5 separate regions of the Mus musculus genome follow, and regions 2, 3, 4 and 5 are each linked to region 1. The links are chromatin contacts, called in public Hi-C, HiCAR-type and promoter capture Hi-C maps. All regions are on one chromosome and are shown on one strand. The core of a region is the stretch at or near the end of the contact, and the rest is flanking DNA. Distances in the headings are between cores, read along the strand shown.

Evidence for each region. Promoter capture Hi-C pulls out the DNA fragments that hold promoters and counts their contacts. A called contact is a pair of places that touch in the nucleus more often than the background predicts. HiCAR-type assays count read pairs that join an accessible place to other places.
Region 2: a contact with region 1 is called in a promoter capture Hi-C map of liver, with 2.1 times the contacts expected there. The contact joins the promoter of Egf here to the enhancer-like site in region 1. A contact is called at or near these places in 8 of 39 promoter capture datasets (the C10 cell line, cranial neural crest, embryonic stem cells and 4 more) and 1 of 115 datasets of contacts at active chromatin or transcription factors (embryonic stem cells).
Region 3: a contact with region 1 is called in a Hi-C map of liver, with 2.3 times the contacts expected there. The contact joins the promoter of Pla2g12a here to the enhancer-like site in region 1. A contact is called at or near these places in 3 of 39 promoter capture datasets (the C10 cell line and embryonic stem cells), 9 of 484 Hi-C or Micro-C datasets (B cells, the G1E-ER4 cell line, bone marrow-derived macrophages and 2 more), 14 of 115 datasets of contacts at active chromatin or transcription factors (bone marrow-derived macrophages, differentiating embryonic stem cells, double positive thymocytes and 10 more) and 3 of 9 other capture datasets (adipose tissue, embryonic stem cells and macrophages).
Region 4: a HiCAR-type map of kidney shows a contact between it and region 1, with 5 times the contacts expected there. The contact joins the promoter of Casp6 here to the enhancer-like site in region 1. A contact is called at or near these places in 19 of 39 promoter capture datasets (the 3T3-L1 cell line, 3T3-L1-derived adipocytes, the C10 cell line and 12 more), 42 of 484 Hi-C or Micro-C datasets (the AML12 cell line, B cells, CD4 T cells and 30 more), 22 of 115 datasets of contacts at active chromatin or transcription factors (bone marrow-derived macrophages, cardiomyocytes, craniofacial prominence and 15 more) and 1 of 9 other capture datasets (embryonic stem cells).
Region 5: a promoter capture Hi-C map of liver shows a contact between it and region 1, with 2.5 times the contacts expected there. The contact joins the promoter of Mcub here to the enhancer-like site in region 1. A contact is called at or near these places in 8 of 39 promoter capture datasets (cranial neural crest, embryonic stem cells, hippocampal neurons and 4 more), 7 of 484 Hi-C or Micro-C datasets (Th1 cells, cerebellar granule neurons, cerebral cortex and 4 more), 12 of 115 datasets of contacts at active chromatin or transcription factors (bone marrow-derived macrophages, cardiomyocytes, craniofacial prominence and 6 more) and 2 of 9 other capture datasets (adipose tissue and embryonic stem cells).

What each region holds. Positions count from the first base shown.
Region 1 is chr3:130,681,430-130,686,674 of GRCm38.p6, forward strand. All of the region lies in intron 1 of Gm36373 (a long non-coding RNA gene), which reads right to left. Among named protein-coding and RNA genes, the nearest start is that of Gm36373, 8.6 kb to the right of the region's middle. Within about 2 kb of position 2,627, at least 11 of the 459 cell types and tissues checked have an H3K27ac peak or open chromatin away from gene starts, as enhancers often do. A contact at or near this core is called in hepatocytes, kidney and liver, where this site is marked.
Region 2 is chr3:129,752,215-129,757,459 of GRCm38.p6, forward strand. It overlaps Egf (epidermal growth factor), which reads right to left and starts at 3,108. Exons shown (of 24, transcript NM_010113.4): 1 at 2,603-3,108. The coding sequence starts at 2,750. It overlaps 6330410L21Rik (RIKEN cDNA 6330410L21 gene), which reads left to right and starts at 1,544. Exons shown (of 5, transcript NR_040589.1): 1 at 1,544-1,709; 2 at 2,248-3,419; 3 at 4,217-4,375.
Region 3 is chr3:129,875,309-129,880,553 of GRCm38.p6, forward strand. Pla2g12a (phospholipase A2, group XIIA) reads left to right here and starts at 3,298. Exons shown (of 4, transcript NM_023196.4): 1 at 3,298-3,627. The coding sequence starts at 3,411. Cfi (complement component factor i) reads left to right here. Exons shown (of 14, transcript NM_007686.3): 14 at 1-24.
Region 4 is chr3:129,898,197-129,903,441 of GRCm38.p6, forward strand. It overlaps Casp6 (caspase 6), which reads left to right and starts at 3,219. Exons shown (of 7, transcript NM_009811.4): 1 at 3,219-3,310. Gm46825 (a long non-coding RNA gene) reads right to left here and starts at 3,235. Exons shown (of 3, transcript XR_001783989.2): 1 at 3,121-3,235; 2 at 709-1,924.
Region 5 is chr3:129,967,848-129,973,092 of GRCm38.p6, forward strand. Mcub (mitochondrial calcium uniporter dominant negative beta subunit) reads right to left here and starts at 2,359. Exons shown (of 8, transcript NM_025779.3): 1 at 2,103-2,359. The coding sequence starts at 2,228.

The DNA.
Region 1 (5,245 bases), core at 1,377-3,876:
CTCTGTTTGGTACCCAAATCCAGTTGATCAACAACTGGTCATTTCTATTTAGAGTTCAGCAAATTCTTAAGAAACCGGCTGTTCTGTGACTGTGACTCTCTGTTCTCGTAGTTCTCTCTCAATCAGTGTGAGCATAAACATTTAAGCTATATATCATTCAACACTCAGTGAACATTTAGAGAACTCCTTGCCCCCATGCACAGTGTGATGGAGGCACACGCAGTACATGGCCCTTGCTTGGAATCTGAAGACAAGTCTAGAAGTATAGACAGACTTGCAGGTTGACTCAGCACAATACAGCAAGCCCAATGGTGGACAAGCAGTAGTGAGAACACTGAGCAGAGAGTGAGGAGACAGACAGGAAGAAACGTGTTTTTAAGAGTGACAAACTGCTTTCTGAAATCAGGGTCCAGAATCCCAAAAACTTCTGCATTGCTGCTCCTGCTTCTGGGACCCTTAGTCACCAACAGAACTCAAAATGAGAGCTGTTCATGGACGGCCTTGAACCTGAACACTGTTTCAAAGCTCTGGTGAAAACTTGATTTTTGTTATATATATATCAACTTTATATAATGTTCTATACTCGTGGCATTTGATCTGTCCTGAGGAACTCTTCCCTGTGGTAGTCCCTGGTTGGGATAAAGTGATCAGGGTACCTTCTTGTTAAGCTTTCCCGTTTGACTCCAAGACTGCTGTCACTGGGACTTCAGAGGCCACACTTGACCCTCTAACTGCTGAAGAAGCCAAAGGCCTGGAAAAGCAGCTGCCCTTCCCCAGCGTGCCTGCTGACTTAGGTCACCCCGGCTTTCAGCAGTACCTAATTTGAAGACATATCAAGCGAATACATCAGTTTCTACTGTTTATTCCCTACTTAACACAAAGCAGCCTCACTTTTCCTCCAGACTAGAACTGGCCAACACAGCTCAATCCTGCTCCCTCCTCCTCCCTTGTGAGTTCAATTACAAAGGGTCTCTGCAGCCAGGAGAAACCGGTGCCAGGAGCCTGAGCTGGACACTCTCTCTTGTCTAAAGCGGTCTTGGAGGCAGCCTTTTCCTTTAAAGGGGCTCCAGAGCAGCTTCCAGGGCTGTGAATCAAATCCCAAGCCTAAGTCTGCCGGCATGCTCAATCGTGGTAACCGCTCGTCACTGGGGGGTTCTACAGTCTTCCTCCAGGGTAGTCCTCTCTGAACCAGGCTCATGTGTCTGTCCTGACCTACAACAAAGAACATGGAAAGACTGACTGTTGTCCCTTCTGTTCTTGACCTAACTGTAGAGGACAAATTCAGTCAGGTGTAGACCAGCATCATCCAGACCAGATGACAGGGCTCTTTCAGCCTGCATGGTCAAGTTGCCTTGATTACTCTACCAAGGACAGAAGAGGAAGTGTTCTTAGCAACCAACTTGTCAGCCCTGTGCCGTTGCTCAGGGTAGTCATGGTAGACTGGCTATCTAGTCATCTCTGCTGTCACCTCCACTGTCTGTCCCTCTGCATTTGTAGCTTTTGTGAACACTATCTCTGCCAGTCCTGCTGGTGTGTGTGTGTGTGTGTGTGTGTGTGTGTGTGTGTGTGTATGTGTGTGTGTCATTTTCATAGCTTATTGTGTTCTATCTCTGATAGTCTTGATAAAAGCTGCCGGCCAGCCCCTGTAGAGCTGCCCTAGGCTTACTCAACCTCTGTGGATGGATTCAGAGCAGAGCAGCTGAGCTACAGAATTCAGAGTATGGAGCCCTGGATGCTAACACTTGACTGTAATCACTTCTCTCAGACAGGAAGCATGTCAGTAGAAGCCCAAATGGTTCATCTATTACACGGCTCTGAACTCTTTGGCCTCTTTGCATCTTTCCGTGAAGAACAGCGTCCCTGAGAAATGTCACATAGAGAACAGTATTGTGGCCAGGTACTCAAAGCTTCCCCCCTTCTCAGTATCTCTTCTTACATCCTGGATTTAAAACAATCAACTTGAAGAGTCCTTTGAAGGATCTAAAAGTGCTCCACATTAAGTGTGACATCAAATCACAACTTGGCATGAATGTGTCTCCATTTCCTATGACATACCTAACTGTCCATGCCTAGCTTCCCAGGGGTAAAGCTCCTCCTAATTCAAGCCACCGATGGCCACTCCTAGGACTCAGACAAACCACAGGAGCACACCGCGTTTGACAAAAACTTTGCCTGTATAAGCTTTTGATCACCATATCCTCACCCGGATTCAGTTCTCTTCATGTTTGTCCACATCACACTATGGGGTATATCTCCCCTTCTCAAATGTAGTCTCCATGAAAGCAAGGATTTATATCTTCACTGTCCTATCACGTGCACTTGAAAGAATACTTCACAACTGTCAGAATCCTTTAGAAGAGATAAACTTAGTCCCCTGAGCATCTATGACAACGTGCGTTACAAAGTATCCCTCATTTCCGTGGACAGAAGCAACACAGGCACTCAAGTAAACTGCCCAGTAAGCAGAGCAAGTCAGTGGTGATAGGTGCACGAAGACTCTGGACAACGTCAGCCCTCTATACCTATTGCAGTTTCTCCTTTATCCTAGGCTGTAGCCTCCCCCAGCCTGAAGCGGGCTGGCACAGACCTTGTCGCCAATGAGGTGGAGCCACCTGCGGTGCAGCTTTCCAACTTGGCTGGCTCCTTTTGAAGTGACAACTGCCCTGCTCTTCTGCTACCTGCAGAAGGAACAGAGGTTGAACCTGTCTTCCTGAGGCATTCCTGAATAAGCAACCAGCCTGGCGACCAAGTGCTGGCAGAATGGCTCCAGGCACCAAGAATGGACTGGCGGGGGTTAGGGGGGCTTCCCCCTTATAAGCAAGGTCTCTTAGTAAACTCTCGGGCCTTGATCAGAACCTTTGTCTTGGCTTCATTATCTTTTCTCGAAGTCTAAGTGTCTTTCAGCCCAGCCTGCCTCCCGGGTGTACCCGGTTCATGTAGGCCGAGGGACAGCATACAACACTATGCCAATCAATGGGATGGGTGGCACCACTGTAAAGAAGAGAAGACAGAAGGGAATGGAAAGTATTTGTTTAAATTCCCACATAGAAAGGGACACAGCAGGGCCTTGAGCCTGTCTGGGCTGGCTTCTAAGAGTGAACTAGTGTCAAAGCCAATTATCTGACTATAATAGGGAAAGGCCAGAGCTATGGGGTCTGAGGAGCCCTGCACTTTCTTGCCAGGCATGTGACACCGTGGCTGCTCTTTCCCCAGGCCACTTCTTAGGGCTGTCTTTGCAGCCCACCACATTGATGGATAACTGTCCCTCTTGGACAAAGTATGGGTTTGCCTCCCTTCCCTTCCACACACTATAAAACAGCACATCACTAAACTCAGTGTTCTGCAGCTAGGAGCCAGCTACCCATGTGCGCAGCATCTATCACTACCCTGTGGGGCTTGGCGAGTGTTGTCCCCACGCTGCTTGCTCCGCTGTAACAAAGTCCTTTGTCTTTGACCCAGAAGTCTCAAGTTTTCTGCCAATATCCATGAAACAGTAACAGACCCAGATTATTAACTGACAAACAGAGCCTGGCACTGTTTGTTTTAGAAGAAGTGACCCAGGTTACAAAATAGAACAAAACACAAATGCTGTCAAAAATCACGGTGACTGTCAATTCACTAAGTGTTCATGGAACGCAAGTGACACAGATGACGATCAATTAGTTGGAAGCCTGTTTACTGTCAAATAAAACTTTACGTGACTCAGCATTTTGGATGAAGAAAGAAGCCCTATCCTGGTGATGTGTGTACTATGCGCTTGATTTACCATGAGGCTTGCATAGCCTTGGTCCCTCTACCAATGGCGCTCACTGAAATAAAGCAAACAGTGAAAACCCTTGAGATTAACTACAGGAAGTCAGAGGAATGGCATGTGCGGATCAAACCAAGGATGCCAGTACTCAGAGTCAGTTCAAGAACGATGGAGGAAGCTGGCAGAGTACCTCCCTGGCTTGTGGGGTCCCAGATTCAACTGCCAGCCTTAAACGGGGTGGGGCTAAGAAATAAGAAATCCACCAAAGAGGAAAAGTAGAAATGACGCCAACTAACCTGGGCTACTCAGTCAATTAACCCGTTCTTGAGTGTATTTTCCTGACGAGTTTAATGCAGCCAGGTACTGAAGAGCTATTGAGCGTGTATTGTGTCCCACACACTAAGCTGCACCTCTGATTTCAGGTAGTTCATGTCTAGATAAACAAACAAGTCGGTTATGAAGCACATTAAAGAGAGGCAAGTGCTATAGAAACAGGGGAGACTTGATTTTTCAATGGGAGATAAAGGAAGACCTCATTGTAAAACGTGTATTTGGAAGAGGAAAGGGCGTGAGCCACTCAGGTAGCGTGAGAGTGAGGCCCCTAGCCTGGCTATGAATGTCACGACCAGAGGTGAGCAGTCGAATGAAGCCAACCAGCAGACTAGGAGGTGAGGTCAGTAGTTACGGGGGCAGAGGGACTCTTAAGAAGGGACATATAGGCTCCCTGTGGGACCATGGCAAGGACTTGGGCTTGTGTCCTGTGAATTTTATCTGAACGATTTTAACCAAAAGTACACAGTCATAACCAGTCAAATGAAATACCATTGGCAAGTGGGGCTCAAAGGCTGGGAATTAAGTGATCCTGTTCAGTATCTAAGAGTTGGGGTTACATTTCTCCTGTCCTGAAATCATCTTGCCTAATAGGTCTTCCGGTTACCTGCCCTGCCGGGGTAGGAACCTTGGCTTGAGAGATTTTTTTTTTCTTACACTCCAAGAAGATTCATCCAATCTATGCCCTAGCCACCTGTGGACCATCTGCCGTAAACACATCTGCTGGGTTGACACCCAAGCCACCTGGATTGGAGCTGGGTGTTCGAAAACATCTCCTGAGAGTGTTGAGTTATCATCTAAAGTGGCTTATCACAACTGCTGGGCTCTCATTAGTTAATAAAAGGTTCTCGTCTTTAAGTTCACTGTAACTTCATGGCTGAAGACATGAGCCACCTTCATGAACATAATGTTTTATTTGTGCCTCAGTTCTTTAAAATCAATATGGATGCTACATCATGCCAAAGAAGCCAAGTGTGCAAATGCACAATTTAGGTAGAGTCAAATAAGCTTGCTTGCAAAAGAAAACTGTATGAAAACATTTTTCCAAATCTCAGTGAACTAAAATGCCATGTTAACTATAAGTTGCACTGAGGGACAGGCATAGACTTTGCTAATGTTGTAGCTGTCAGCACTAGTTCTTTGACTTAAATGCCCAAACAGGCA
Region 2 (5,245 bases), core at 1,858-4,357, 930 kb before region 1:
CTCTCTCCAGTGAGCTGATCCCCTCCCACAATCAGTTCTCCGAGGCTGGGCTTCTTCTGAGATGTCATTTACCAAGAACAAATAACACAGGTTTAGAGGCCAGGCGGGAGCAGTTCCCTGTCCAACTGTCCTCCAGGGCAAAGAGCTCTAAAAGTTCAGAAGCCACTAGCTAACAGTGTTCCTCGACACTGATCTCAACTGCTTTTGCTTAAATAAAAGACAAGAAAGTGTTCGATTTCAAATCTGGTGAATGGAAGGAAAACCAAATCCTGTCTTTATCCCTTGCTTTGGCCGATTGGCATTTTTACACGAACAGCAACCTCAAGACTTTTTACCTGGATTTTGTTAGGCCACAAAGCATTGTTCTTGCCAGGTCAGGTTGGCCACGTAGGTGAACAGTCTCGATAACGAAGGCAAGAGGTACAAGCAGAATTTAAGTGGTGGAAAAAATAGACGATGTCACCATTATCTATTTACAGAGGAGAAAGAAATGCTATCTGCTGGAATGCAGGGGTGACAGGGTGTGACCTAGGCAGTTCTCCACTAACCCAAGATGCAGTGTGAATTAGAGGGCTTAAAGCAGTGACCTGCAGCAATGGGGAGCAATGAGGCTGAGGCACACTCTGAAGTCCACACCATGCCACTGCAGCATTCAAAATAAGGCAATTCAAGGAACTTTAGCCAAGGCACGGAATCAACCATTGGGCAAGAGATATTTCACGCTACTGCAGTCATCCCAATCATGATCCTGAGAAACAGGTATCGCTTCTCAGGGAGATTGTAAAATAACCCAACTATTAAGAAGACAACACAAACTTGAAACCGAGCTTTCTTGCTTCTAAAATCTAGTTCTTCCACACTGTGACACAATCTCCCCAAGTCATTATTTCTGTCAGAGCTTCCTGTGGATCTGATGCAAACTATCTCTGAAAAGCACTCAAGCCACCAGCCTGAGTGGGTAGAAACACAAGCCAGAGGAATTATACACTATTCCCAAGGACCAAGAACCATGCACACATCATCGTTGCTCCAGTTTCTTCCTCTTTTTAAGTTCTGCTCATGGGTCCATCTCTTCTAGCTACCAACTGTGTGATAGGCTCCCACCATTACCCCTCGCTAACCACACAGGTAGCAGGACCTGACTCTGATCACTCCCCAACTATTCCAGGGGCTCCTCCATCCAAGTAACATTCCAGTCCATGTGACACAACTGTGCCCAAAAGTTTTCTCTTCTGTCTCCAATAGCTAATGGCTCACAGGGGGGTCAGTTCTGTCTTGTTAACCCTTTTCTGACATTATTTTCTGAGTCTAAGCAAAGTGGAAGTGCCCTAGGTCCTGGGGATAGACATGGAATTAGTAGTCACTTCTTCAAATCTGGAGTTTTGCTCTGCGGTTGCAACTGATAGTTCCTGGTACCACTCCGAGCCTATGGGCATGCACACCCGATTTCCTTATGCGCAGCTCCTCTGAACGACTCTGGTTGGAGGTCCCCATAGCAGCTGCAGAGCTCTGGCACTCTCATTCCCATGATTCTCTTCTGTCTACCCTGCAGAGATTTCTCTTCTGAAAACACAGTATGTCCTTGTCAATCTACTTTATTGATTTGTTTGCTTGCTTGCTTGCTTGCTTGTTTGTTTGTTTAGGAACTCAGACCCTATCTTAACTGAGCAGGAGGATAAGAAATGAGTGAACCGTGGTGGTACGCACAGGTAATCCCAGCCCTGGGGGAAGCACAGCATGTCCCCGGACAGTCTGAGCTGCAGAGGGAGACGCTGTCTCAAACACACGAGTGAAAAAATGACAAGAAAGGATTTCCAGGACAGTGTGGACCCTTGCACAAATGAAGTAGCTTCCTCGCCAAAGCAGCAGGTTAGGGACTATCCCCTACCCCCAACCCCCAGCCCCGCCCCCACCCCACCCCCGCCCCCGCCCCACCAGGTTAAGAATCAACAGTGAGAAAATGTTTCCAAGTGTTAGGTGCCCTAGTGTGCAATCAGAACAATTCCTGATTCCTCTTGGAGAAAACGCTGTTTGTAGGAGCCCAGTGGAGGCTCATTTACTCCTTGTCACTTCTCAGCTTGCAGAGTCACGGTGCACCTGTTACTAAGAACCCAAGAGCGGGGTCAACGCTTCAGAGTAGGGAAGATCAGAGGCTGAACTTGACACTGGGCTTTGTTGGTTTTGTTTTTGTTTTGTTTAAAAAAAAAAAAACCCATTCATTGACTTTTGCCATTTTCTGCTATGAAGTAACCAGAAGGAAGACTTTTCAACAACAAGATCGGCTGCCACCATATGTTCCCCCAGTTTCTAATACAGAGCAGATCAGCTAGGTGTTACTATCTCCCCAGAATCAAGACTGAGGTTAAACAAACATTCAGCTGGTTTTAAGTGAGGCTTTGTCATGCACAGAACAGTGGAGAACGGTGACATTTCGTAATTGGTAGCATCAACCAACACACACACTTCAGAACACACAACTTAAGCAAACACGCACACCCAACGACAAACCAGGGGGGAAAGGCGCAGGTGTACAAGGTAGAGCGAGCAGACACCTAGAGGCATTGTCCCGGACAGGGTGGGCTCCTGTTCTTGGATTACTTACCGGCACAAGTCCCGCTTCTCTCGCTTCTCTCGAGAGGACCTGGCTGACAGTTCCCGGTCTGCCATGCTGTGACGCTGAGTATGCTAATCTTTAAAAACACCAGCAGGAAGGCGAGCAACAGCCAGGTTGGCCTTCGGCCCCAGGGCATCTTTTATTTAGCTGCCTTTCCAGGTCCTTCTGCACCTCTCGAGAGCCTCTGAGTGCAGCCGGAAAGGCTCCGGGAGAGTTCTTTGTCTCACTTTTTTTTTCCCTTTGGACAGCAATAAGAAGTACCTGACACCCGTATGACAAATTTCCCAGAGCCTAAGAGCCCTGCAAGGCCTGCAGGTGACTGATTTCTCCCTGAGACAGGCACAACCAGGCAAAGGATGAAAGAGAAACGAGACAGGAAAGAATTGATGGAAAGTTCCAAGCCCCACCGGGATGAGGGATGGTGCTAACAACGAAATATGCAGATAGGATTCCTTCCCTATATACAGATAGGAATCCCTTCTCCTTTTGGAACCCAGAGAGACTCTGCTCTCCTTTTTAAAGCTCTTCTGGCTCCACCTCCTCTTCTTTAGTGACACTTGAGCAAGCAGACAAGCCTCTTTGCAAACACCATGAGAGCAATTCCACCAGAGCAAGCAGGAAGGCAGGGCAGGGTGCCAGAGAGGAGATAGCTGCTACTCACTAAAAATATTCAGGGTAGAGAAGGGGGAAAGAGCAATTTGGGGGTGTGGCACAGCTAATGGTTCCAGGGACCTGCTGAGTACTGCTTATGTCTGAGGATCTTGAAGAACAGAGACAAAATTAAACCACACTTTTTAAATCAAAGGTGAGTAACACCATCAACAATTCAGACAATTTATCATCATTGATCATGAATGTGAGCGATGTCAAGGAGAGCTCGCTTTCAGCTCATTATTTGAAGGAAGTGTCAAGGGCGGCTCGCATGCCTGGAGCTTAATCTTAGTTCTCTCTCCTGTATATTTTATAGTGGAATTTGTAAGATTATTCTTTCCATACCAAAGGGAAATCCCTGTAGCCAAGTGAAGAGATACAATGTAGACAGATACTTTTTCTTTCAGCACTCCTGTAATAAAACATCACCGTGGGTCAGGAGAACAGGGAAAGGGGTGGAGTGTTATGACTGAGCTGTACTGGAAAAAGAATACAAGGGAATTGTGTCAAAGCTGGGAGCCCCAGGAAGCACAGTAGAGTGGAAATCCTCAGACAACTCGGGCCATCTATCACATCTCAGTGATAGAAAACAATTAAGTTGGCTCTCCACTGGCTGTCTCCTTCAGCACCTCTACACAGACCAAACCACTGCTCCTTCAGGAATATACATAGAATCCCCAAATACTCAGCTCTGGTCAGCCATTTCAGCAGACTTGATGAACAATGGGAATTCTGGTGGCTTACTTGGCTCTGGAGATGGGCTTTTCCTGAAGATGCCCTGAGGGTTCCGAATTCAAGTCAAGATGTGGCTCTAGCAATTAATTATCTCAAAAGCAAGACATGCACTAGTATAAAACCTTTGTAGAGAACAGAACAGCTTTGCCCACATTTAACTGGGTTCTGACTAATTTTCAAAGACAGAAGATTAAAATCATGCTTCTCAAATTCCAGTTCTTTATCTAGGCAGCTCTGACCCTGTGGAAGGAGAAACAAGCCCTAAAGGAGCAGCGGAAGACATGCAGATGAGTGTACACAACGTTTTATTGCTCTCTGGACTCACAGAGACTCAAGACTAAGAATGGAGGTTCTACAAATAACCTGTGCTGAGTGGTTTGTCACTAACATGGTCCGTGAACTTCCCCTTCAGCAAAACGCATTGGCTGGTATTGATGATGGTGACCAGTAAGGATGCTGGTTAGCAAGGGGAGATGGAACACAGTACAGCATGAAAGCAATTTAACGCGTTTGTAGAAACATATCCAGGATATAATCCAGAACCACGTTCTATTTGGATTTGGAAATAGTTATGTCATTTTTGGTTAGAACACATTTGTTTTAAGGATGGTGAGGTGGCTCAGGCAGGTCAAAGGAAGGGCTGCCAAGGCCAATGACCTGAGTTTAATTACTGGGACCTACATGGTGGAAGGAGAAGACGGACTCCTGTAAGTTGTCCTCTGATTTCCATTCACGCACAGGAAACATTCACCCACACACAGAGTACACACACACAATAATAGATAATTGCAACAAAAAAATTTAAACGTTTGTTTCCCCCATTACAAGTCACCTGCACTAATGTCATTGGTGTTGAACACAATAGAATTGCCTAAGAGATATGGAATCAACAAGAGATAGAGTTGATGCTTTAACTGATGGCTGATAGTAAAAATCAATCCACTGAATTGTCTCACTATCCTCAATTACCCAAATAGCAAAATCACCAAACTGAGCTATCCCACAACAATGGGCATCCGGAGGAACTCCTTATTCTTACTTCCATCTCTACTCAGAAGGCACTCCAGTGAGAAACAGGAGTCATGGTGCTTAGCATCAAGGGCTTGCTGTAGTTGACTTTCCAATAACAAGAAAGAAGAGTGTGAAAGCTTGAGCTAGCAAATCCCAGTCACCAAGTGTTCTGGGGAGCAGAAGACGGCAGAACAAAAGAACTGGAAACACAGCCAGCTGAAATAGGGTGACCCT
Region 3 (5,245 bases), core at 2,048-4,547, 810 kb before region 1:
TAAATATTCCGGCTAAGCATACAAGGTGGTTTGTGTTTGTTTGTTTGTTTGGTTGGTTGGTTGGTTTTTAGTGCCTAAAGACACACAGCTACACCCTCAGCCCACACATTTTATTTACAGATAGTTTACATTAACTATTCAGGAAGGAATGACATTTTGATGGCAGTTTAATGACATTAGAATTGCACAAGACTGTGTTCAAGGCACAAATCTGCCACCATTGGGTCATTTTTAGATTCTCTGTGTGTTATTTTCCATCTGTATTTTGTGGTTTTCCCTTCAGAGACCATGAACAAGCAGCTATGGATCTCAAGTAGGGCACCAACTGCAGACCAAAGAAATGATCACACCCAAGTCTAGCTTGATAAAGCAATGAGCATCCTGGGGTTCCTTATGGGAGCAGTTACTTAAGGCAGCTGGACCACTGGTAAGCTCACCCAAGTATAGATGACAACTCAGAGGAGTTGCATCGTTAGGGCTCACTACGCAATTTGTAGGCAATTCCACAGAAGATAGCCTCCTCTCCCAGCCGCTGCTTACTGCTAACACTACCCCAGAAGGACCTATTGTTAGCATTTTGTCTAGGCTCTGCTCCACAGTTACCTGGCAACAGCCAGATGTGCCTGGCTCACTATAAAAGGGACTGCTTGCCCCCTCTTCTTTTCTCCCCATTCCCCTCCCCCCTCTCTCTCCATGTGCTCATGGCCAACCTCTACTCCTCTGCTCTTGCTCTCTGTGTTTCTCTGTCTCTATTACCCTCTTAACTCCCCTCTCATGCCCTGAATAAACTCTAGTCCATACTATACCGTCGTCGAGTGGCTGGTCCCTCAGGGGGAAGGGATGCCTCAGCATGGACCCACAGAGGCACCCCCTTCCCCCATACCTGACTATACATCCACCAAACGTATTCCTTTATCTTTCTATAAAAAACATCACCTATTGACTCTCGTACCTTTCTGAGCTTCCTGAATCTATTGAGTCTCTAGTTTCCTGGGCTTGATGAACCTCCACTCTCCCTCCTTTTTTTCTTCCTTTTCGCTCTGGCCCTGCTTGTTCCATCCTGCCCTCTTTCCCTCCTTAAGAAGGAAGAAGAGCTACAGGACATTCCACAAGGGAAGGTGTGAAAATGAACACCGTGTTTACATAAAAAACCTGGCATAGTATCATTTATAGGGCAATGGCACCACCAATCCTCCAAACCTCCTCAGACACTGGAGCCAGGAGTCTGGCCTTGCTACATTTGCATCTTCCTGCCAGAGAACTGAGAACTGCCTGCCCGCTGCTGAGCTGCTGAAGAGCCTACTTTGCAACTCAATCCTGCTGAAACAAGCAACAGAACCCAGCTGAAACAAAGGGATGGGTCCTTAGGTTTTCCCATATGTGTTCAGTGCCATGCATTAAAGATTGAGCCTTGATCAGAGAACTTTGTCTTGGCTCGTAATTTCTCTCACTGTCCTTCCCATCCATCCCCAGCTTTCCTTTCAGGAACCCAGGAACCCGTGGCTGCTGGCGGCTACGATGATAACAATGATGATGTGTTTGTAGGTGCACGTAGACGTCTGAGGACAACTTGGGGGAACCCCCTTCTCTCCTTCCACTGCGGGTCTCGGGTACCAAGAGGCTATTAGGCTCATGTAGCAAACGCTGAGCTTTCTCACTGGCTCTTAGCGTTGCTTTTGTCAGAGTACTTTCTCACAGCAACAGGGAAGAAAATGAAGTCACAGATGAGGTTCTCAGGCAGCTTTCCAAAGGCCTTGCAGCTTGAGGGGCCAGCCACACACAGGATGGAGAGCAGCTCCGTGTCCTGGTACCCATAGTGCATCAGAGAAAAGGACAAGCTGGGTGTGGCCTCGTGCCCAAGACTTGAAACCACTGAAGAATTAAAGTTGAAATGGGAGGCAGGGAGGAAGAGGCAGGGGAGGGTGGAGGGCTGACATGAGATATGGAAGACAGGAGATCCCAGACTGTTCCAAGGGAGACTGAAGAAGACAGAAGCCACCTTGGGGAAGGAGAATGCCCCTGGTTCTAGATGGGTCAAGGAAAGAAAATACAGTGTCTGGGGACAAAACTGATGACGACAGGGTACCAGGGAGGGGGATCTGAGTCTGTGGCAATGGTGAGATTTTATTTTAATTATGAGGTGACTGCTGTGGCCATGGATGGCAGATCATAAAGAGAAGTGAGGAACTGAATCCGGTTTAACCAGTCGTGTTATTGCATCCGTGTGCAATAGACGAGAAAAGGTGCCAAAGAATCTGGCATTTGAGAACGTAATCCCCAGAGAGAGACACGCGGCAACCCGTGTCCTCAGAGCACAGGTTATTGTTAAGGTAAAAGACATACATTCAGCAAGATGTAAATGTGTAAAGAAATAGAAAAGAGAGAGGCTTGGCGCCAAGATCCTAGCACTTGAGAGGATAGTGTGTTCAAGGCAAGTTGGAGGGCAGCCTGGGCTACAGGCCAAGACTCTGTCTCAGAAAAATTAACTGAGGGCTGGTCCCAGGTAACCTTACCGCATTTGTCCCGCTTCGGAAGACACACTCCTGCCTCCCTTTCCTCTGCCTAGTCGGTGATTAGCTTTTTCTCTACAGTATTTAGAATTTTAAGGAGGGATAACTGCCAACTTCTCCTTCCTTAGAATTAGAAGCAATGGAGGAAGTGCTCTGGCAGATTGAGCAGAGTTCCATCTTCAACAATCCTCCAGACCATGCTGCGCTGCTAGGACTGCGGCTGATCATAGGGTTCCCACAAGAACCCAGGAGGCAAATCCAGGCTTGGTAGGGTGCAAGGCCAGCCCGTGTTCAAACAGTTTTCTACGCTGGACCCCAGGCCTTGTCCAGTAAAGGCTGGGACTGCGGAGCCCAAGGGAGGCTGTGCTACTGGAGTCGTTCTAAATTATGGTGTCTCGGTAAACAGGAGAGCTTTGTAAAACAAGCAAGCAAACAAACCTCACTAGGAGCTGGGAGGCGGTGGCGCACGCCTTTAATCCCAGCAGGCGGATCTCTTGAGTTCGAGGCCAACCTGGTCTAGGTGAGTTCCAGGACAGCCAGGGCTACACAGAGACCCAGTCTTGAAAAACAATACAAAAAACAAACAAAACAAAACAAAACCAATTCACTGTGGTGTTGAACCAAAGCAATGACTATGTCTAGGGCATTGGCAAGGCGTTTTTAAGACTCCATAGAGGCAGGACCGTAAGCTACGGGAGCGTTCCGGAGACCACGTGGGCAATGAGGCTCCCACGCTCGGGCGCATGCGCACTGTGGGCAGCGGCGCGCGTGCCCGGGCGGGCCCACCGTTCGGCGCAGCTCAGTGACGGGGCGCGAGCTCGCGAGCGCGGAGGAGGCCGGGGGCCTGAGCCGGAGCCGGAGCGCGCGCCGCTGCCCAGCCCCGCCGCGCCGGCCCCGCAGATGGTGACTCCGCGGCCCGCGCCCGCCCGGAGCCCCGCGCTCCTCCTCCTCCTGCTGCTGGCCACTGCGCGTGGGCAGGAACAGGACCAGACCACCGACTGGAGGGCCACCCTCAAGACCATCCGCAACGGCATCCACAAGATAGACACGTACCTCAACGCCGCGCTGGACCTGCTGGGCGGGGAGGACGGGCTCTGCCAGTACAAGTGCAGCGACGGTGAGCCGCGACAAGGGGGCGCGGGGTGGCAGGGGGTTGGAGGCGGGACAGTCCCCGGAGGCTGGGGGGTTGGGGGGAAATGCGAGAATCCGAGCCAGGCAAGTGGATGGGGACGGGTATGAAGCGAGAAAATAAAGGGACTGGTGCCAGGCAGGGGGATGTGTGTGTGTGGAGTGTGGAACAGGTAGATGAACAAGTGTGGAGCAGGTGGATGGGGCACAAGTGGGGGGCTAGAAGATGGAGGGGTACGTGTGGGGCAGGTTGTGGGGCGGGGGACACTTGCGGAGCAGGGGGGCGGGGACAGGGAAGCGGGATGGAAGGACGAGTGCGGGACAGGGGGATTAGGGGAACAGACGCCAGACAGGCATTGACTGCGTCCTCGGGTGTGGAAAGAATGAGCAGCGCTTGGAGCGTGCTGTCCTTGGGATTGAGCAAGCTGGGAACAAATGTGAGAGGTCACCTGAGTGCGCGCTCTGCACTCTGCTCTCCTTTGCATCTGAGCTTCTCGCCCTCTCTCCCCGCCATTGCACAAAGTTGCCTAAGAACTTTCTGATGTACGGGGCGGGGTGGGGGTGGGGGGCGGGAAAGGTGGGAGGGAAGTGGGACAGACTGAGTTTAGCACGTGCGGTCATGCACAGGCGCGCGCACACACATCATGTAATTGGTTCAGCTAAACATAGAAAGCCAAACGACAATTTAAAAGCCATCAGTTGGTGTTAAGTGCCATTTTGTTTGTTTACCTGCAAAGCTAGGTAAAATAAATTGTGGCTTTTGTATAGATTTCTGATGTACTTGGTTTTTGAGGGAGGTATACTGCATTGAAAAAGTTCCCTAACTTCTGGAAAACAATCTAAGACTTGCAGTTTTGTCTTGATTTGATTTTTGAGACAGGGTCTCAGGTAGCCCATGCTGGCATTGAAGTTGGTATGTAGCTGAGACTGACCTTAAACTCCTGTTCCTTGGCCACCCAGGTTTTGGATGACAGACACAAGCCATCTTGTCCGCCTTGTAGCTTTCTTGGGTATCACTGGCCTCTCTTCCTTATTCTCTGTCAATATTAGAGTTTGTCTGCTCATTCCTTTCATTGTTTTTAAACATTCTGTTTGAATCTGAGAACTTGTTTCATGGCAGCGTGAATAGTCATAAAATCAGCACTTAAGGCAGTGATTTGAGTGAGGGTTTTTTGTTGTTTTAGTGTTTTGTTTTATTTTAAAGCATTCTGTGTGTGTGTGTGTGTGTGTGTGTGTGTGTGTGTGTGTGTGTGTGTGTGTTTTGAGGGGTGGGATGAGGCTTCTGTTTGGCAATTCAGAATGTTAGGATATAGAACTTGTAAAATCAAGCTTCTTATGAGATTAGCCAAGGCTACCAGCTGAAAATAATAGGGAAATTCATGACTTTAGTGAGAAACCCTGATTGCAGAGTTGGTAAACTTAATTTTAAAAAAGTCTCTCCTGTAAACCTGTGACGTCCCTGCAGCTTATAAGTCTACAGATAGCCTCCATCTTTATGATAATATAAAGAACATTCCATTGAATTCATTCTAGGGATCTCCATTTGCCTCCAAAACTTAGGCCTAAAACCTTCCACCGATACACACCAAAAAGAATATTTTCTTCCT
Region 4 (5,245 bases), core at 1,969-4,468, 780 kb before region 1:
GTCTGGCAGGAATGTGCGTCAGACTCACGGAAGTGGACCTCAACCACTTACTGTTGATAGTGCTTGCTTTAAAAGTCTAAAGTGACGCATCTGTCATTTGTAAGTAAGTTACTGCAGCTTGGATGGAAAACACAAACTCATATTTGAGCACTTGGTCGACAGCTAGTGGTGCTGTTTGGGGTTGTGGAACGTTTAGAGGGCGTGGCTAGAACTGGATGGAGTGGGTCACTATCTGGAACCTGAGCCTTTAGCTCTTTACCCCAGGCCTGCTTCTGCTTTGGATCTGTAATGTCATCAAAGGCCTGAGTATTAAAGGCTTGGCCCCCAGTCCCAGCCACTACCGAAGTTCATGGACACTGGGGCTCCCCTCTCCACCCTGCCTGCCTTTTGCTTGCCATGAGGTGAGCTTCTTCCTCTGTCATGTACTCATACCATGCCGTGCTGCTTTGCCTCAGCCCCCAGAACCATCGGCCACCCAATTGGACTGACTTAGTTTGGGTTTATTGCTGTGAGGAGAAACCATGACCTCGGCAACTCTTTTCTTGTTGGTTTATGTTTCAAGACAGGGTTTCTCTGTGTCCCAGAGCCCTGGCTATTCTGGGCTTCCTTTGTAAACTAGGCTGGCCTTGAACTCCCAGAGATCTGCTACCACACCCAGCTATCAGAGCAACTGTTATAAAGAAAAACATTTAGCTGGGGCTGCCTTACAGTTTCAAAGGTTTAGTCCTTTATCGCCAAGGCAGGAAGCATGGCGGCGTGCAGGCAGACATGGTGCTGGAGGAGGGAGGAAAGTTCTATATGTAGATCTGCAGGGAGCAAAGGAGGCTGTGTGTCAAGCTGGTTATAGCTTGAGCACAGGAGACCTCAAAGCTCCTCCCCACAGTTAGCAACTCTTTCTCCAACAAAGCCACACCCACTTCCACAAAGCCACGCCTCCCAATGGTGCTGCTTTTATGGGCTAAGGCATTCAAACACATAGAGTCCCTGGGAGCCAAGTCTATTCAAACCACCACAGAGACCAAGCCCCTGAAGCTAAGCTTTATTTTGTAAACATTTTTCTTTTTCAGTTGCTTTGTCTAAGGCATTTGTTATAGGAATAGGCTGCAAACCACCAATGAAAAATTTATTGAATGTCAAGTTAGATGAAATGTTACCTCAAAATCCATAATTACAGTTAGATGTGCACGCTATACCTCCAGCACTCTGGAGGCTGAGGCAGGATAATGGGTTAGAGGCTGGACTGGGCTACAAAGGGAGACCTACCTCAAAATAAATAATTAAAATAAAACAGCACAAAATAATGAAATCCCTTTAATTACATAGACTATAAAATTAATGGAGTCTGGAGAGATGGCTCAGAAGATATACTTGCTGCCCTGTAGTGGGTTTAATTGGGCAGCTCACAGCCACCTCTAACTCCTGCTCTAAGGTCCTTCTTCTCAGGACTCTATGGGCACATGGAAACATGTGCATAAATAACCGTGCAGGTGTGTGTGTGTGGGGTGTGTGTGTGTGTAAGTGAAACAATAAGGAAGGTGTGATTGTGCCTATCTTTAATCCTTGTACTTGGAAGGTGAGGCAGGATAATCACAAGTTCAAGGCCAGTGTGAGTTATATAGGAAGATCATGTATCAAAAGGGGAAAGAAGTAATAACAATGTTTTGAGATAAGAAGGTACTAAAGCATGAAAAGCAGTCCCTTTTATCTGCTCCTTTCAAATTTGTGGAAGGCCAGCCAGTCGAGGATCCTGCTCCTATATAGTGAGATAGAGATGCATTGTCAGGACTCAGATAAATAATGAAAGTCATATCCAAAGCATAGGCAGTCTTGGGAGTCAGACAAGCCATTCAAACCAGGACGGTGGTCGACACCCTGAAGTTCACTCTCTGCTAGGTCTAGGCAGCTGGGCTGGGGATGATGAGACCTAAATAAGTAAAAAAATAAAAATAAAAATAGACCACACTGTTTCCCCAAACAAGAGAACGGAGAGCAACTCCCAGCCATTTTCCCTGAGCTTCCCCCATGAAAGGCACGGTTCTGAGTGCAGGTTTAACTGGTCACCACCACTGGAGGGAAAGCTTGAAATGCCATGTCGTAATGACAGAGAAAATCATTATTAAGACAATTGAATATTACTAAGCCTAACCCTCTTTACTTGCCATCAAGAGGGGCCCAATTAATTTCGGACATGTTTTCGGGGCAAGGAAAAAGGTTTATTCAGTAAGCAAGACACAGCAAGACTTCCACTGTCTTATTTTAATAGAAATGGTGACATTGAGACTAGTGAAGGCCAAAGGCTGTGCAAAGATACCTGCAGATGCCCAAAGCCTGCTGCAGCAGGCATGAGACTACGCATGTGTGAGCCCGCCCTGCCCTGTTAAAGAACCTCCCTTATGTACACACATGCACACACACACACTTCCTACACACATGCACACACACACACTTCCTACACATATACGCATGATTAAGTAGTGTAATAAAAGACTCCTCAGTCAGCTGGTAACACCTTAACATAATTTTTATCATCTATAGTTGCTTGCTTTTAAATGACAAGGTGGCACACAGTAGGCACAATATGACAGGAAAGGCCATGGTCACCATCACCTACAGATAGACTGTCGTTCTTAGAATTTATGCATGCACTGCCAAACTACCCCTACTTTTATAAGCCAGACTTAAACATCCAGGAATTGGTAGAGTGCTAGGCTAGCATGCGAGAGTCCTGGGTGCAGTGGCACAAAGACAGTTATCACAGCACTGAGTGTGGGGGCTGAAGGATCAAGGTCAGGACCTCAGCTACAGGAGACTCAGGGAAGGAAGGAGGGAGGAGAGGGGGTTGGGGGGTGGGAAGAAAGTCCAGGAGTTGCCTCCGTTTTGTTTTGTCTAAAGCCCTGTCCAAACAGCAGCAGCAACAACAACAACAAAAACATGAGGAAAAAAGCCCTCTGACTGTAGAGTAAGCTCTCTACACTAAACTGAGCACTAGATGAAGTGGCGAAGAGCGATTGTCGGGCGGGGACGGCAACACTGAGTTCACCACCCTGGACGTGAAGTTGCCCTACTTGCTCCCCGGGCAGTGCCCTCTTCCCCAACACTTACACATACACATATGCTTACACACAGCCAGGCTCTGTGCAGGAGGAAGACGCAGTGGCGTCCTGGCGTTGCCTGGGTGACAAAGGGCCCAGTTGCTTGGGGAGGCAGAGGCGGATCCTGGGGCGGGGCAGGAGGCGGGGCGGGGCTGGCAGGAAACGGGTGGACGAGCGGAGGCCTCAGGGCTAGGACACCGGTGGGAGCTCGCGGGCAGGTAAGTGCGGACACCCGTGCGTGCGTGGGGCACGGGGCAGAGAAGGGTGGTGGCCTCCGGGGACTGCTAGGACTGACAGAAGTGGGCTTGCGGCGCTGTGCAGTGAAGGACGTAGCAGCGGTATTTTGCTCAGGCTAACCCCGCCGAGCGCTTTTGTCCTCACGTCCGCTGCTTCCCGGCTGTTTAAACTTTAGAGGGCGGCGCTTGCACTGTGTAGTGGAGAACTTGGCTCTGCAAGTTGAATCCTGTTTTTGTTGCTCGCGTCTGTCTGAAAAGTGGGAAGAGGAGGCGGACCAAGGCTTGGGGCACAGGCCTGCGGTAACCGGGCTCAAGACCCCTAACCAAGGCCAGACCTGGGCGAGCACCTCCGCCACAGTGTCTTCTGCAGCCAGCAAACCTGTTGCTGTCTACGCGTTAGCCCCAAATAACTTTTCTCCACACAGTGATAAACTGCTAGTTCTTGCTTCCCTCAGAACAGGCTTCCTGTCGCCTATCAAAACCGACGTCAAGCCTGAAAAATCTTTAAGGTCTATCAGAGACGGCCTTTATTTCAGAACTTCTGTCCTTATTCCAGAGGAAAACTGTAAAAGTCCCCATGGTCCTACCAGGAGTGGTCCTATTGGACACACAGGGTCTAGTGGTCATCTCCAGTTTAGGGATGAGTAGTGAGGGGTGGGAAGCCAGGTTGGGGGAGGGCACCGTGCCGCTCACCCTTTTGTTTGATTCCTTTCCTCTCCTGTTCAGTTCTATGTGTATGTGCCCTTTCCAGAGTATGTTCTAGGGAGGTGAGTTACTTCTTACAGGTTATTAAGTAGATGGTTGACAGGGAATATGGGTAGATTCTCATGAAGGTCACTAGTTTGGAAAGTGACCTTTAGTGGAATGCCTGGTGACATGTAGTACAGACTTTGTAATCCACCAGTGCCGGGCTTTCGGTTCCGACCTTAGGCAGGACTGGCCCTGTTCTGTGTTCTTGAGCTTTGGAAGTAGTAAGATAAAGTATCTACCGTCCCATGCAATCAATTACAGTGGCTGATAGCTTTATCTGGAGGGTACCATAAAGAGAAAAAGAGGTGAGTGATTTTATACAAATTAAACTAAGGAGCTCAGAGGCCATGCTTACTGTAGGGTCGAACAGTAAAGGAGAAGTGAGACATGGCCAAGACTGACGATTAATGCTGTGTACAGTTTTGAGAACCAGAACAGAGGAGACCACACATTTCTAACCCTCCTATAGGCTATCTTAATCTCTGCTACAAAAGAGGCCAAGGCCGGAAAGTCTCAGGTTCAAGGTCAGCGTAGATAACACAGAACAGCTCTTGGGGAAATGCTGTGCCATATACGCTTTGAAGCTGCTTTGCTGTGAGCCAGGCTCTGAAGACTGCGGCAAAAGGAATGTGAATTTGAGGCCAGTCTGGGGTACGTTGCTTTTGAACCCTTGCTAAGGCAAGACTCTCTTGAGAAGCCTGCATCCGTGTTGTGCTGGGTAGTCTTATGTCAACTTGACACAAACTAAAGTCATCTGGGAAGAGGGAGCCTCAGTTAAGAAAGTGCCCAATAAGATCAGGCTGTAGGCAAGCCTGTAAGGCTTTCTCTTAGTTAGTGATCAGTGTGGGAGGGCCCAGCCCACTGTGGTTCGGCCATCACTGGGCTTGTGGTCCAGGGTTCTCTCTAAAAGAAAGCAGGCTGAGCAAGCCAGTAAACCATCTGCCTCCACGGCCTCTGCATCAGCTCCTGCCTCCAGATTTCGGCCTTGTTTGAGTTCCTGTCCTGACTTCCTTTCGCGATGAACATGGAAGCATAAGCCAAATAAATCCTTTCCTCCCCAACTCCTTTTTGGTCATGGTGTTTCATTACATCAATGAAATCCCCAATTAAGACAGATATCTTGGCTATCTATTGTAATTTCCCTACACATATATTAAGTATATATTA
Region 5 (5,245 bases), core at 1,109-3,608, 710 kb before region 1:
TTTTAAAAAAATTGTTAAACAGCTTGTGTTGGGGCTTTAAACAATGTTTTGGGAACACAAAATCCTATCTGGGAGTGTTTCGATCTAAGCAGCAGAAAACCCAAATTACGAAAGGCACAACTAGGCAAGAGCTTTTTGTTTGGATATAACTCACCAGGCACTGTAATCGCTCAAAGCAGTGTCCACACGCACCAGCAGGAGCCTCCGATCACCCTGACAACCACCTAGCGCTGGAGGCAGATGTGCAGTCTCCAGAAATGATAATCGTGTCACCAGACATGATGATCATGGATTCCAGGCCAGGCCAAAGATAATGCAATATACCCATTTGTTTTTTGCTTCAGACAAGAGATGTTCTTTAATAAACGATTCTGCTATATTAAACGTATCATGTCAACAAACTGTGGGTTTTTTTCCCATACATGAAACACAGCCAATTACTCACCTACCACAAAAAGGATGAGAACCATATAGTTTTCAAAGTTATTAAATGCAGACCTATAATTTCAGAAAAGACTAATTATTGTTGCTTATTAAATATGTGTCTTATAACAAGTCCTTGCAAGCTAGGATTTTATGAGAAAACCACTTTTTTCTTCCTTTGCTTCCTTTCTTTTCTACCCTACCCCTAGCTTTTTCACAGGCTTTGGATGGTGGGATTTTTTTGGGGGGTGGGGAAGATATAACAAGGATGTTGGCCTTTAGCCACAGGGCATCTCATATGGAAAGCAATAAGATCTTAGAGAAGGAAATGTCCCTACAGTGGGGAGATCTGATTCACAGAAAATGGTCCAGCAGCTGTAGCTGAAACTCTTAGGGGGTAGAGAATCCAAAGCTGCACAGAGATGCAGCCCCGCAGGCTTGGCTTTATTCTGGGATCCGGTATTTCATCCAGGTATTTACTCCAGGTATTTAAATGGGAGAGACCTAGTGGTAGGTGGGTGTGGCCTAATAGAGCCTCGTTGTTTGGCTCCATTCTCAACACTTCGAAATTGTCAAATGAGCTTTCTAGTCAGCACTGTTTAATTATCACTGTGTTTCTGTGGTGTGAGGCAAAGAAAGGAGTGAGTAGTTAAGAGTGTTCGGAATGCCTTTGTCTCTGAGAGGTAAACCTTAAAGTACTATTTTTAGAGAACTTTTCTGAAACCACTTCACTGAGTTTGCCCACAATAAGTTTTAAGGAGTTTGCCTTAGGTAGAAGTGTCAAAATGGACGTTTCTGCTTGCTTTCAAACATTTAACAAAAGTGTTCCTTTAAGCATTGAAATATTTCTTTTATCGGTGTAAATTCTGGGGCATTAAGACTATACTTGGGGGGCAGAATCCAAGGATTGGGGCACTGGGGCAGTCGAGCCGGAAAGATACAGGAACTGAAAGCGATGGAGCTGACACAGCTCCGTTCTCACTGCAGTGAGAGATAGTAAATATGTTCATATATCGCTCTCCCTTTAGCAGTCTGAAAGCTAACCCAGTAATTGAGGTGTGGGCAGACTCAGCTCCAGTCCCAGCCCCAAGCAGCCTCGGGTCCCTTTCCCCTGGCCCCCTTTGTATCATGAAGCTAGTAAACTCAGCACGTTCCCGCTCTTCTTCCTTTTCTGTGCCCATCCACACCTCTTCCCTCCTCCTCGAGGTTCCACACAGGCCATGACACAAACTGTGCCCGCCTAACTGTTACAGCACACACTTCTGATTCACCACTGACTCGGGTTTACATGTAACGAAAGGGAGGGGCTCCGGGTTTGGAGGAGGGGCAAGACAGGGTCCTGGGCCAGTCCACCCTGGAAGACAGCATCCCAGGTTACAGCCCACCCCGATGACAGCCACCCTCCGATGACACAGCCCACCAAGCTCTCGCGGCCTCCCCTCCACCCCGGCGACTACAGACCGCAGGACACAGCGGTGGGGTCAGCGGGCTGCGCTCCCGGGAGATGCGCCCCGCGCTGGCCGCTCCTGGCCTGTCTCCCCCACAGCCCCGGGACAAGTCGCCCGCGGCCACCACCTGTCGGGGTGCGGAGCAGCACGCAGGGAACTGCTTTCACTCCTGCCGAACTTGCCCAACGCAAACTTTCCACCCGAGGCTCCCGAGCCTGCGCCGCGCCTTACCTGGGGTGTGGATGGCAGCTCCCTGGGATCCCCGCGGCCGCGGGCTCGGATCGTCCGCAGCAGCTGCCACCGACCCAGACATAGCCCGCTCGGGAGCATCCTCCTGCCGGACAGAGCTCCTGGCATTAACGACGCATCCTCATCCGGCTGCTATAGCCCAGCCCGCTGTGGGCTCTGCCCGCCCCGCCGACTGGGGCGGCGACAGGAGGGTGTGTCCCCGCTTTGACTTCGCTTGGTGCACACCCGGGCTCCAGGCTGGGTATTTTTCCTCCGACAAAAAAAGAAACATTTTTTTTTCTCTCTCTTTAAAAAAGCGCAAACGAGTGGCGAACTTCTTCCTGGCTCCCTCACATACGTCTTGAGAAAGGAAAGAGGAGCTGGACTCACACCATGCAGCTGTTGATGTCAAAACCCAACAGAAGCCAGGACCGGAAGTAGTGAGGCTTGCTTGGGACCTCAGATTTGGGAACGCAGGCCGATGATTGGGAGTTCAAGGCCACCATCCACTAAAAAGTTGGAGTACACTCTGAGCTACCCCAAACCCTGCCACAACATGAACCAAAACTCCAGGGCTCTGAGGAAAGGACTGGGAGCTGGGAGCTGAAAGGTCCCTGGAAATTGCGCTCCTTTGCCCGGCTGGAAAGAGGAAGAAAAATGAGTTTGCCAAAGCTCCACCTCCAGGTGGGCTCCAAGGCTTGGGATGAGCCTCTCCTGGGCCTCAGATCACTGGCAAAGTCAGCCCAGGACTCTAGATGCTCCAGAGATTTGTAGTTCATTACAGGCTGGCCCAAGTCCAGACACTGGGAAATTTTCTTCCACAGCAAAGCTTGCTTCTCTTTGGGGGGCACATGAAAGGACCCTGCTCCCCGAGGGGCAGGAGTTAAGCATTGCGAAATCACTGTTAAAACCGCTATTAGCGTTAACGATCAGTTCTGTAGGCTCGCATTGTAAGCACTCTCAATGCTCAATGCTCGACGCTCGCTTTCCTGTAAATGGCAAACATGTGGGGGTGGGGAGGCAATTTGGCTTCCTAATTGGCAGCTGTTAGGCTTCCCCTGATTCCTGGCTGCCTCGAGCCAAAGGACTGTCAGTCAAACACTCTGCCATTCTGAGCGCAGCACAGATGCCTTGAGGAAACTACAGGATGGTGATCAAAGCTCCCAAGGTTACAGCCCCAGCCTGGAGTGTTTCAGTTTACACAGGGCGGTTTTGCTATCACATGCCCTGTCACTATTTCTAACCAGCCCAGAAGAGAAGCATTTTACCTGGCAGCTCAAAAGTTACAGTTGTTGTCTTTGGTGTGAACACAAACCATCTGTGTGAGAGTTTTGCTGTGATTGGTACACTATCCCCCGCCCCACCCCCACCCCCGCCCGCCCCTCTAGCCATGTAATCCCAGTGTTTGGCTGGTTGGTAAGCTAGCTGCGGAGGCACCATTGCGTTTCCCTGCTCTGGTGTTACAACCTTAGATCCAATAGAAGGCTTCTCCAGGTCAGTGGTAATGATGCACTTTAATTCCAGTAATCAGGAGGCAGAAACAAGAGGACCTTAGTTTGTAAGTTCAAGGCCAGCCGGGACTCTATAATAGGTTCCAAGCCAGTCGAGGCTACATAGTGAGAATCTGTCCCAAAATTTAAAAAAAGAAAAAGAAAGTCACCTACACAATTTTCTTAGTTAGGGTTTCTATTGTTGCAATAAAACAACATGACCAAAAGCAAGTTGAGAAGGAAAGGGTTTTTTTTTTTTGGGGGGTGGGGTGGGCGCGGGGGTGTTATACTTCCTAATTGTAGTCCATTATTGTAGGAAGTCAGGACAGAAATTCAGACAGATGTAAACCTGTAGGCAGGAGCTGATGCAGAGACCATGAAGGGGTGCTGCCTGCTGGCTTGCTCTCCATGGCTTGCTCAGCCTGCTTTCTTATAGGACCCAGGCCTACCTGTCCAGGGATGGCACTACTTACAATGGGTTGGGCCCTCCCACATCAATCATTAATTAAAAAAATGCCAAGCCGGGTGTGGTGGCGCACTCCTTTAATCCCAGCACTTGGGAGGCAGAGGCAGGTGGATTTCTGAGTTTGAGGCCAGCCTGGTCTACAAAGTGAGTTCCAGAGAGACCCTGTCTCGAAAAACCAAAAAAAAAAAAAAAAGCCTTACAGCTCTGCCTACAGTCCGAGCTTATGGAGGCAAATTCTCAGTTGAGGTTCCCTCTTTTCAGATGAGTTTAGCTTGTGCCAAGTACAACTACCCAGCACAAAAATGGTCTTCTCTTGCCTACTTGTGTAGAGTAGGTCGAGCTGGTTATACAAAGAAAAAAGCAGAGACAAGAAGCAGGGGAGTCAGTGATGGCAGTCACCGAGTCCAGGCAGCACGCTGAGCACCAGAAGCAGTGGGGTCATCAACTGCTTTGACAAACCAGAGGGCACAGAGTGGCGGAGGGCACAGGACAGGCCAAGACACAGAGGAAGAGGGAACGCAGGCTGCACTGACAGTCGGGAAAGAGCTGGGACCTGAAGGAACTGGTGAGCCAGGCAGACAGAAGGGAAGAGCTGGCTGGATGTTAGGAAAGCTGTCAAAGCAGAGCCACAGCCACAGATATGCAAAAGCAAAAGGAATCTGAGAGAGCAACAAGAGCCCGGGCAATGCTGGCTGCAAAGGTCAGCCGAGATGAGACAGTGGTTAAGAGCCCCCTTGAAGAGGACTCAAGTTCTAGTCCCAAACTACCAGTCCTCAGGTAGTACTATGTTCAATTTTCCAAGGAACCACCAGACTGATTTCCAGAGCGGTTGTACCAGCTTGCAATCCCACCAGCAATGGAGGAGTGTTCCTCTTTCTCCACATTCTCGCCAGCATCTGCTGTCACCTGAATTTTTGATCTTAGCCATTCTGACTGGTGTGAGGTAGAATCTCAGGGTTGTTTTGATTTGCATTTCCTTGACTAAGGATGTTGAACATTTTTGTAGGTGCTTCTCAGCCATTCCATATTCCTCAGCTGAGAATTCTTTGTTTAGCTCTGTACCTCACTTTTTAATAGGTTATTTGATTCTCTGGAGTCTAGCTTCTTGAGTTCTTTGTCTATCTTGGATATTATCCCTCTATCAGATGTAGGGTTGGTAAAGATTTTTTTCACAATCTATTGGTTGCCGT